Linked DNA regions of Gossypium hirsutum: region 1 is linked to region 2. Evidence: chromatin contacts called from public Hi-C data. All regions are on one chromosome and are shown on one strand. The core of a region is the stretch at or near the end of the contact, and the rest is flanking DNA. Distances in the headings are between cores, read along the strand shown. Region 1 holds the start of LOC107899750 (homeobox-leucine zipper protein HOX11). Region 2 holds the start of LOC107952832 (thioredoxin-like 3-1, chloroplastic).

Region 1 (5,526 bases), core at 1,791-4,290, 360 kb after region 2:
TGTTATGAATATCTTATTAAGTGGATATCCATCAAGATCAAGATAAGTTTTGATGTACTTTAAATTCTTATAGTCATTATAAGTAGATTTCTACTTCATTTATATTTCTTATGCTTATAAATAGAGACTTTGGAAAAGCTTTGTAAATATTCTGATTGATCAATAAAATACACTCTCTTTTTTGCTCTCCCATTTCCTTTGTTCTTTACTCTTTATCTATTTATTTTATAACATTTTTTAAATTTTATTTCACTTTATGTAGTACTTATGAATAAGTTTCATAAAATAAATAATTGTCGTTTATTTTAAGTAATAACGCAAATTCATATTAATTATTAATGTCTATTATGGCTACTCAATTATAAATTTGAGTTTTAGGTCAGATTTATCTCAGGCTCTGGCCTGATTGATCTCGAATTCTTATGGACTAGGTTTTTCTCATGCTTGAATTTTCTTAATCTCAAGTGTTTTTGAGCTTAGATTTTCTCGAGCTCAAACTTTTTTTAATTTAAATTTTTCCGGACTCGAATTTATTATAAACTCAAGCTTTCTTAAACTCAAATTTATTATAAACTTGGGTTATGAACTAGGATCAATAAAAACAAACTTTCAAATTTCGACTGTTTTGCAAATTTTAATTTCCAGCTACGTTTTGTATTTCTAAATTTAAAAATTACCATTTCAAATGCTCTGTCAAAATTGTCTGTTACAATTTTGCAAAATATATTGTATGCTATATTAAAAAGAAGAATATAAAAAAAAAAGGAAAATATATTTTTGGCCAGAAAGGAATAAAAAATTCTGTAAGACTAGAATATGGGGAAAATAAAGGAGAACACAAGTCAAAACAGGCATTGGAAAATGCCAAAATAAATGTACTTTAGAAGAAGATATTTTCTTGCTAATTTATTTATGAAATATTAAAAATTCAGTCACGATAATTAAAATACTTCCTTATAAAATTATATATTCAATGCCAATACAGAGTCACAAACTATAATTCTAGATCACAATAAGCAGTTTCGAAGAAAAAAGAAAGAACAATAAGGCAGTTACTATAATAATAAGTTACAAATTAATTTCTTTCCCTGTCAAAATAAACGACCAGCTTTCTAACCAAAATTTCTTCCACCTTCTCCCCGAAAACCGAGTCTAAACAAAATCTATCCAAACTCAAATCTATCATTGATAACGGCTTCAGACATTTAAAATATTCAAACAAAAAAAAAATCCACCAAACCCCAAAAATATTTACAAAATTTGAATAAAAAAACTGGCCACAACCAACGATTTCATGTGTTTGAAATAGAGGAGAAAAATGGGTATCCTCCAGTTTTGGCATCGGCGGTGGAGGCTGATGCGTTGGTGGTGGAAGCGGTGGCGACACGCTCACATGAAGGACACATAGTGAGGGTGGTAGCGGGTAACTGCATGTAAAACGGTTGAGAAGTTTGCAAGGCTCTTAACTCCTGCAGTTCCTTCTGTAATCTTTTATTTTCTTCTGCCAGTGTCTCGCAACATCGCTTTAAATACTCACAATCTACCTCTGTTTGCTTCAATTTTGTCCTGTTTCAAAATATCACTATAAAATATAAATTCTCATACCAAGAAAACGTACGAATATTATTTATTTTATTAAAAAAATTTAAAAGTACCTTGCTCTTCTATTCTGAAACCAGACTTCAATTTGGCGAGGACGAAGATTTAATTGCTTAGCCAGTGCAAGTTTTTGCTTCTGAATCAAATATTTAAAATAAATAAATAATTTAAAGCAAAACCCAAGAGGCAAGCAAAGGAAATTTGGATTCTATGTTTGGACTTACAGGATTGAGTGTGCTGTGTTCTTTGAAACTTTCTTCAAGAAAGGCAGACTGTTCCTTAGAAAGCCTGAGTTTCTTCCGAGTTGAACCGTTGTCATCATCATCACTGGCTCTTGTGCTAGTTCTTTCTGTTTCAACTGCTTCCACCTCCACCTCTTTCTTGCCTCTTCTGCTTCCCTTTCTAATCCCAAAATCCATCGACACAGCGCTGTTAGGAGACGACACAGCCGCCTTTTCCTCAGCTTCATCCGCCACCGCCACCAACGGTAGACGGTTCACGTCTAAACCTCTTCCGAGTCCCTCCCATGGATCCGTTTCTATCACCAATAACAACAATGCAAAAAAAAAAATGTTGGTAATTTTTCTTCAAGATGATTAAAGAACTATAAAAAAAAAGAAGAATATCCTAAGATACCCAGATCTAAATACCCCCCATCAAATATCAATTCTGCTAGAAATACTCACGGTTATCTGTGAGCCAAGGAAGGCGAAGCTGAGAAGAAGACTGGGGACGAGGAACTGGGGAGAAAGGAAGAAGATCAAGCTGAAGAGGTGGATCTGAAGAAACCCTTTTCTCATCTCCATCCGTACTATTTTTACCTTCAAAAGCATCGTCCCCATTCTCTTGTGATTTGAACCCATTCCCAAGCCCCATGCAAAACCCTAGATCCTTGCTTGATAACTTTGCAGTTTTGTCAAGAAACGAAAATGGCTTTGAAGGATCACCCAAGCTCAAGGCTAACTCCATTAACCCTTTTTCTTGCAAAGAGAAACCCCAGCGGAAACCAATAACTACTGCAAAGAAGAAGTCTTTGAAGATCTTGACTTTTTTTTTCTTTTTTTTGGGGGGGGGGGGGCTCCTTTGATTTGATGAAGAAAGATATATCCTGGAAAGAGAGTTAAAAAGAAACCCTATCCGATCTTATTTAATGGAAACACACAACTCAACCCCCCCCCTCGTCTATGAAACACCTTTTTTATTGGGAGTAAAGATTGACCGACAAATCCAGGTTGAAAAACACACGTGAATCTATATAAATATACACTGTTTCAAACACGAGACACACAGACAGAGAGAGAGGAGGAGGAGAAAGAGAGAGAGTTAAGTTTTGTGAATTCAAAGGTCTTTGATTATATTATAAACGAATCAACTGATGTTTAAGCAAATCTTCTGTTTTAGGTTTATGGGATACAGACAACGACGAGTCTTCTCTTCTCTTTTTCTTGTTTTAAATCAAGAAAGTGTCATTAAATACTTTGATGGGAAGAATTAATTAATGCAGAGATAACTTCACAATGCTTCTGTATTTATTGTGCTCTCACCAAACAATTAGGGCTAGAAAATCATCATTATCGTCATCTCAACATGAGAAAAGGATTTTTCATCCAACGGCAGGGATCATCAGATCTTATATTATTCTAACCCTTGACCCAATCTATTTGTTTTTAACCTCCTTTCTAACTAAAATTTCTTTCTATAATGTACACTTATGAATCATCATGAGGACGATATGAGGAGAATAATGATTAAATTGTGTTGTTTTACCCAAAATAATTATACAGCATTAGCACTGTTTGTTTGCTTCTTCTCTTACTTTTTTTTTATTTTGTTTGTTTTCAAATGATAGACAATTAATCCAGGATTTGCATTGCCGTTTCCCAGTAGTGAATTCGACAATTATTCCAATGATAAAAATTGAAATGAAGTGTGTAAGCCTCTGGGAATGTTGACTCACCAACCAAAACAGTTCAGCTTTACCAGTTTCTTCCTATGTGGCATTAACTAATTGGTTAAAGCGATCCAGAAAGCCCTGCTTTTGAGCTAAGGCTGATGTGGAAACAGAGAAAAAACCCTGGAAAGAAAAAATATGGTCAGATTAGAGATTATATGAGATTTTGACCAAAAACAGCTTTTTATTATGTTCATTCCAAGCAGACAAGGAGACATCTTTTACTATTTCAAAGAAAGTATTATTATAAATGATAATAGTAATAATAATAAATAAAGGAAAGTCGCAAGACCTTGTTACTAAAGGTTGAGGTGCCATATATGAGTTTTCTTTTAAATAATACTGATTTTAAATTTCGATTTTTTTAATCTAAGTTTTATATTGAATGAATACTAATTATTTTATGGAACATATATTATTTGTGAATTTACTTGTATATATAAAGTCCTTAAAAATTATATTTTTTATTATTCCAAAAAATTAAACCATTTATATATTGTATTTATTATATACTCAATTAAATTTAACATAGTTATACTTCATATTATTTAAAATTTAAGATGTAGTTGGAAAATTTGAAGATGGAAGGGGGATTTTGAAGAGAAGAGGGTAATTAAAATAGAGATGGAGAGTAGGTCAGATATGTCATGCGTTTGGGATCTTTGCAATTATTGAAGTCATGCAGGCTTTAATGATAAGTTGGAGAAAGAGACAGAAAGTGAGTGATATGATATGACTGAATTATGTGGTTTGGGCACATCAAATAACCGTGGGATAAATAAAGTTACCCACACAAAACCATATAAAAATTGATTATCTTAAAAATTATGTGCGTTTATTTGTTATTCTCAATAAAAATAAGTATTATTATATCAATTTATATGATGATCAATATGAGATTAATATACTTCTTTGTCTTTAAACTTATAGCTAGTAGCTTTGATACTTAGTTTTTTTTTTTAAATTTCTCTTTAATATCTGAAGTTGTGAACTAGATAATTTTGATTTTTAAGTTTGAATTTTATCAAGGTTTAATAACATTACTCTTGAGAGGTATTTACTAAAATAATATTAATACTTTTTTAAATATATATATAACCAATTTTATTTCTCAAAATTATATGAATTGAATAGTAAAAAGAATTTTTCGTTTTCTCATACCTCAAATCAATATAGTTGGTGACGATTTAGGCGGGACACAAAAAAACTAAGCCCCGAATTGTTACCACCTATGGTGACTTAAGCATGGGAAAACTATTTTTTTTAACTTTGTTCCTTAAACCCCACAACCCCAACCAACACAATATTAAAATTGAACCAACCCTGTTTAATACCCCACCCAAAACCACTATATAGAGCCCAAAACCTAAACCCATCTCACATAAATCCTTCGTCAAAAAATTCTTAAAAAAATGAATTCAATCGATTTTAATTAAATAAATATTAAAATTTTATAAAAAAATTAAAAAATATATATAAATCTGATTCAACTGATTCTAAACTATTTTCCTAAAAATTGAATAAAATTTTTTATTTAAACCAATATATTAATCAATTTCCAGTTAGTCATGTCTTAATAAAAATACTTAATGACTCAGATTTTTGAGCTCTCATTTCCAAGAAGGCTCCATGCAAATCTTAAAAACTTAAACTTATCATGTTCACAATACGTTTGATATGTCGTATTTCGATAGGACTAATAGAGCCCTTTTCACACTTGAAGAGTTTGTTATCTAGCAATTAGTTGTGTCTTTTATTGCCTTTCAGTACTTAGGAAAAATTGTATTGTAATTTGCAAATTTGAGTTTGTTTTACAATTTTCTGAATAAATTATCAATTACATGTCTTGATAAACTTAATGGTAGCTTAAGATGTTTCAAGAGCTTAGTGGGGGAGAATGAACAAGTAAATGAGTAAGAAGCAACAATGTTACAACCTTAGGAAACTGATGTTGCAACTTGAAGTGTTCTAACCCC
Region 2 (5,922 bases), core at 2,334-4,833:
TAATTATTTAATTATTTACCGAAATGGTTTATTTTTTGCGAAATCGCGTTTACGTTAGCGCGATGTCAGGGTACGCGTCAGGAAATGTGATTTGCTGTCACGTCAGCAACTTGCGTTGACGTGGACGCGATTTCGGCCCGCGTATGAACAGTACCCAACGGTCCCAAAAAAAAAAGTATAAATACTCCTCTTTATATGTGTAATTTGTCTTTTTTTTTGGTATTTTGTCCGTCCCCAAAAAAAATATAAATACTCCCCTTTTTATGTGTAATTTGTCCCTTTTTTTGGTATTTTGTTCCTAATAATACATATTAATGTATTACTGTAATATGTAGCTCAAATTATGTATTATAGTTAATATTCATAATATTGTAGCTCAAATTGTCAATCCATCTATACTATTGTACTAATAATATATATTAATGTAATATTGAAGAGTCATTTTAATTGTGAAAAGCATAATTGTCAAAAATACCTTCAATGTTTATGGGTTTTTGGTTTTATGCTCTTGAATTTTTTTTGATTGAAATTCTCAATGTTAATAGAAAACGTCAGTTGACTGTTACTCTACCACGGTAGATAATTTGGTAAAGAAATTTAACCAATTTCAAAGATGCTTATCCCTCATTTCTTTCTTTCTTTCTTATGTTTTTGAGCATTGATGTTTAAGCTAATAAAAAGTTACAAAAATGAAAAAGAAAAAAAACACAATGACCCACCACTATTTTCATCAGAGCCCATACTTTCATATTACTCTCTTAATTACCCATTTTAGTTATAGTAAAAATCAAAACATACCCATTTCTAAATGACTTAGAATTAAAGAAAATCACAAGTTTATCCTCAAATGAAATATTAAAAAAGAAAGAAAGAAAAAAGCTGAAACAAACATAGAAACACATGCATTTTGAAACCATAAGAACACAATAGAAAAAAGGATTTTACTCATCGTTGTTGTAATCCGTTTCTTCAGCTTCCCTTTCAAAACCGAATCAAACTAACCCTTCTTTTCTTTCTAAGTCTTCACTTCTTCAACAACACCACCCAAAGTAGTTGTTACACAGTTCGATATTTTCCTTTTTTTCTCTTGGTCTTTCACTATTTATCAAACACATACATTTTTTCAGAAAACAAAAGAAATTCGATTTAGATACTACTAGATCTAGTAGGAAAAAGGAGAAGAAAAAATGAATTAGAAATTAGAAATCTATGGCTCTGCCTCTCAAAGACTATAATAAATAAGTGAATTTGAAAATCTGACCAATCGATGGTTGGACATAATGGCGACAGTAGTTAGAGAAGAAAGAGGACAAGAATAAAGATGGAAATAAATTTTAAAAAAGAAATTGTTAACTAATTTTGCTTTTATAAATGTCAGTTATGACTTCGTGCTTATGTGACATGCCACATAGGCTATTTCGTTGACATACAGTTTGATTGATGATCAACTCACATTTCCTGTTAAAATTTGGTTGATTTCTAAAAAAAATTAAATGTTGAGGATATTTTTGATAATTATGCCATTGTGAAACTTGCTTTGCTTTATGTAACAACATATGTTTGGATTTGGAATGATGTTTATGTTCTGTTTTCACTCACCAGGCCTCTTTAGGAATGCACTTCAGTACATGGGCATATTGAGAAGAATAATTGTGTTTAGAAGATAAAAGAAATGCTGAACCATACATTCGTTCTTGCACACCGACACCGTGTAATTGCCAATATAATTTTCATCAAATCAAATTGCAACATTACCTTAATGCATCAACACTGTTTAATTTGTGGAATTAACTTTACTGTACAAATAAAAAGTTTACATATGGCTGGTGGTGAGAGTACCATCATCAGTTTCTCATGATCATCTTACAATTTTACATCAAAAAAAGTGAAAATAATCCCCAGTATTATTCAGACAAATTTTTTGATCATTTGTCTCACTTCTTCAGTCACAAGCCATGCTTTGTGCCCTCCAATTACTTCTTCTTTCATCTCTCCATCCTTCCATAACTGCAATTATTTTCCCTTTTTTAGATCCTTCCTTTGAAATCTCATTAATCATTATTAATATCAAAGAACTCAGATTTTTGTTTTGCGGTGAACATACCTGAATTGTTGGCATTTTCTGCATACAAAAACAGGAACAATTAAAAAAGAAGTGAAATAATTTTGTTATAATTGAATTAGAAAAAAAACATAGAACACAAAGCAAAGCATTTACATACAGAGATATTTCCCCGCTTCACTAAAGCTTGAGGTACTTTGTTGACATCCACGTAATAGAATTTGATTCTAACATATATTCCATAAGAATTTATCAATAAAATAACAACACGTGATTAAATCATGACATGAGAAGAGCATTTCAAAGTTGCACCAGTTTTCGACGCCAACTACCAACTTGGAGGTCGATGATATAGTAGCTAACGTATGTATGTTCCAACTTTTTAGTTCCTTCTCATATATTTAAATAATTATATTATCTTATTTGAAGATGTATTACAGACATGAATATTTAAAATTTACGAAAAATTCAAATGAGTACAACTCCTAGTTAGAATTTTTATTCAAATATCCTTAATATATGGAAATAAATAAATAAATAAAAGTATCTGTTTTGGATACGTTGAATCCTTAAAGGTGTACAGATATAATGCCATCTCCAAAAGCAATCAGTTAAATTATACAATGTTAATAAGAATTTATTTTTAAAAATTTTAGATGGTGTGGAACCATTTTGCTTTTATAGTAAATGTGTAAAATGCAGCAAAGTGAGTGTATTAAATATCAACACTTTTGAGTAAAGATAACTTTACTTGGTATCGAACTCAGCTGCCAATTTCTCCAACTTTGGCTTCAAATAGATGCATTTCCGGCACCAAGCAGCCATCCTACCAGCAATCACAATTCAAAAAAAATTAAATTGGAGAAAGGCAAGGCTTTACTCTGTTCAACAAGGTAAGAGTTGCAGAGAAGATGAAACGAACCAATCAATGATAATAGGCTGAGAGAGCTGTCGAGCACGGGCCAGAATCTGATCAAGGTGATCAGAGTCGTTGATGGGTTCCATCTCAATCGCACTGGGTCTTGACAAATCAGGCCAAAGAGCCTGTACTCTCCACTCTCTGCTCCTCACGGTTTTATTCTTCCATTTTCTATCCTTCCAATCAGACCCAAAATACCCAGAATTCTTTGGTGAAAACAAACAGCTTCCATTGTTCCAAAGATGTTGTTGTTGGTATCTTTGATAGATTTCTCGGGACAGAATTTGAGAATTCGCTGCCAAAACTGACATCTTTTCCTTTTATTTTTCAAGATATTTAATTTTATTTCCCAAGATATTTAGACAAAAGGGTATGTGGGAAAGTTGAAGAAAAGCATAATTGGATTGGGTTTGAAAGGGTTTTTTCTTCTCTCTTTATGTACAGTTGGTTTGATTGAGAGGTGGAAGTTGCGTTTTAGATAATGATATTTTGCGTTTTGGCGTTGGATTTGATTTGGAGGATGAGGAGAAGAAAATTACACAAAAATGAAAAAGCTTATCCGAAAAGTGAGGGAACAAAGGGATGGAGAATGGGATGTGTGGTACCACAAGTTTCTTTACTTTTTCAAAAACATTAATTTTAAAATTAAAACACATGGAAGAAAACACAGAAATAAGCTTTACATTTTGAAATTTAATTTTTTTAATTTTTAATTTTAGGTTAATTTCAAAATTACATATAAATTTGAGTTTAATATGCAATATACATTAACTTTAATTTTGTATAATTTCATACATATAATTTTAATTTGATTCAATTTTAAAAAATTGCTAATACAATTGTTGATATGATATCATTTTACATTTATATAGTGCATACACAAATAGTTTTATTTATCTAATATAAAAATAAATTATGTACTTATTTATTAAATATATACAACTAAAATAAAAGTTCATGTATACATTTGAATCACATCAAAGTTTCATATGTATAATTAAAATTTATGCATCAAATTATATGTTGGATAAAAGTTCACGTAAAATATTGAAATTATCCTTTTTATTTTTAGAACTTTAGTTTCTTTACTTTTCAAATTTTAAAACTTAGATCGACTTGTTAATATCGCAAAAATTTTTTTGCTAAATTCACTACTACGACATTTTGAATAAAAAAATTCATTTAGTAGCTATATAACAAAAAATTATATTGTAATGAACTTATATTTAAAAGTTTATTTTTAACGGTGTTAACAATTGGACTTACATTTTTAAATCTGAATAGTAGAGAGACCAAATTCTTTGAAATAAAATCAATGTGACTAAATTTCAAATGTACAAAGAGTACAAGGACTTGGTTAACACCCTTAACCAAATTGTCGATAGTCCATTGTAAGGCAGTGTTACATTCAATGACCGAAGTATCGCTAATGCTTTAAGGAGTATTTTTTTACATTATTTCTATTTGCTAGTCCACTTAAGGAAGGAGAAGTTTCTCCACGTTTCTTCATTGTTTCACCATTTCTACTCATTTCTCTCCGTATCTTTCACCATTTTTCGTCATTTCTTTATAAAATCTTCATCATAAAACCTTGATTGAGCCATTTCCCTCAGCATCTCTGTCTCCCAATAAGTTAGGGTTTGAATCTTAGAGAGAGAGCTTAATAGGGGTGATAAATGGGTTATTCAAGGTATGGGTTTTGAACCTTTCATCTCATTTTCGCATAATCTCATATTTATTTCAAGATATTGTTGTTGTTGCGTTATATTAATGACTATTTAATTACTATGGAATTTATGATCTTTTTGTTATTTTTGTAAGAAATTGAAGAGGAAGAAAAGGAAGCTAGCACGCGGAAAGAAATGTTAATGGATTGAGGTGAAAAAAATAAAAAGGGTGAGTTTACGTAAACTCGGTGTGTAATCCCGCAGAAACAAACAAACAATCAATATTCACAGTTCAGAGTTGAACAGTCTTGAGCCTAAGCCATTTTCAGTATCAGTGACAGTTTGGGCCTTAGCCCATCTCAATACAGTGTGAAAAATGCAGTAGGGCCTTAGCCCATCACAATATTAGTAGCAGTAACAGTTATGCAGTAGCAAAATCCTACCCGTCCAGCTTCTACACACCGTCTCCGTCCAACCCTACACTTCATGTGGGGATATAATCAACCCACCCATCCCTACACTCCAAGTAGTACCGAATGCGGCACAAAATAGTAGTTTGTAACTGAGCTTCCAGTAAATTAGGCTTAAAACCTTTCAGTATACTTCCTCCAAATAACAACCCCCAACCCAATGCAATGCAATATACCATGGATGATATGCTATTATGCAATTTTCAGTACATATATTCAGTTCAGATATTAACATGCTCAGTACAAATATCATTCGGAGCTGTCTACTTGAGTCATTGTCACTAAATTATTTATATCTTGAGCTACAGAATTCCAAATTAAGATCTGCTTGATGTTTCCAAAACTAGACTTAAATACCTTTCTACCATAAAATTTTTAGAATTTATAGCTTATCAAATAAGTGCAGTAAAATCTTAAAAGTTATCCCTATTCTACTATTTGATAGCTTCAACCTTTCCTTACTAAAAATTATTTATCTCTTAGTAAGAAATTTGGATGATGTTTCTGTTTATTTCTCTTGCAAATGGACTCATTAAGGATTTAAACATATAAATTTAAGCCCCCTAATTATTGTTTTACAATTTTTATGATTTTTCAAAGTCAGAATAGGGGAACGCAAAACCATTCTGACCTTGTCTTACAAAATTTATTACATCTCATAACTTACAATTTCATTTCTTACACTGTTTCGTCCATGAAAAACTAGACTCAATAAAATTTAATTTCATATTTTATTCAACCTCTAACTCATTTTCCACTATTTTTGATGATTTTTCAAAGTTAGACTATTGCTACTGTCCAAAA

Evidence for each region. A called contact is a pair of places that touch in the nucleus more often than the background predicts.
Region 1: a Hi-C map of leaf shows a contact between it and region 2, with 2.1 times the contacts expected there. The contact joins the promoter of LOC107899750 here to the promoter of LOC107952832 in region 2. A contact is called at or near these places in 4 of 34 Hi-C or Micro-C datasets (callus, fibers and leaf).

The regions. Positions count from the first base shown.
Region 1 is chrD04:23,869,829-23,875,354 of Gossypium_hirsutum_v2.1, forward strand. LOC107899750 (homeobox-leucine zipper protein HOX11) reads right to left here and starts at 3,041. Exons shown (of 4, transcript XM_016825537.2): 1 at 2,286-3,041; 2 at 1,824-2,137; 3 at 1,656-1,735; 4 at 1,053-1,566. The coding sequence starts at 2,568. The coding sequence ends at 1,293.
Region 2 is chrD04:23,512,645-23,518,566 of Gossypium_hirsutum_v2.1, forward strand. It overlaps LOC107952832 (thioredoxin-like 3-1, chloroplastic), which reads right to left and starts at 3,584. Exons shown (of 5, transcript XM_016888028.2): 1 at 2,985-3,584; 2 at 2,814-2,888; 3 at 2,223-2,289; 4 at 2,105-2,122; 5 at 1,757-2,007. The coding sequence starts at 3,292. The coding sequence ends at 1,909.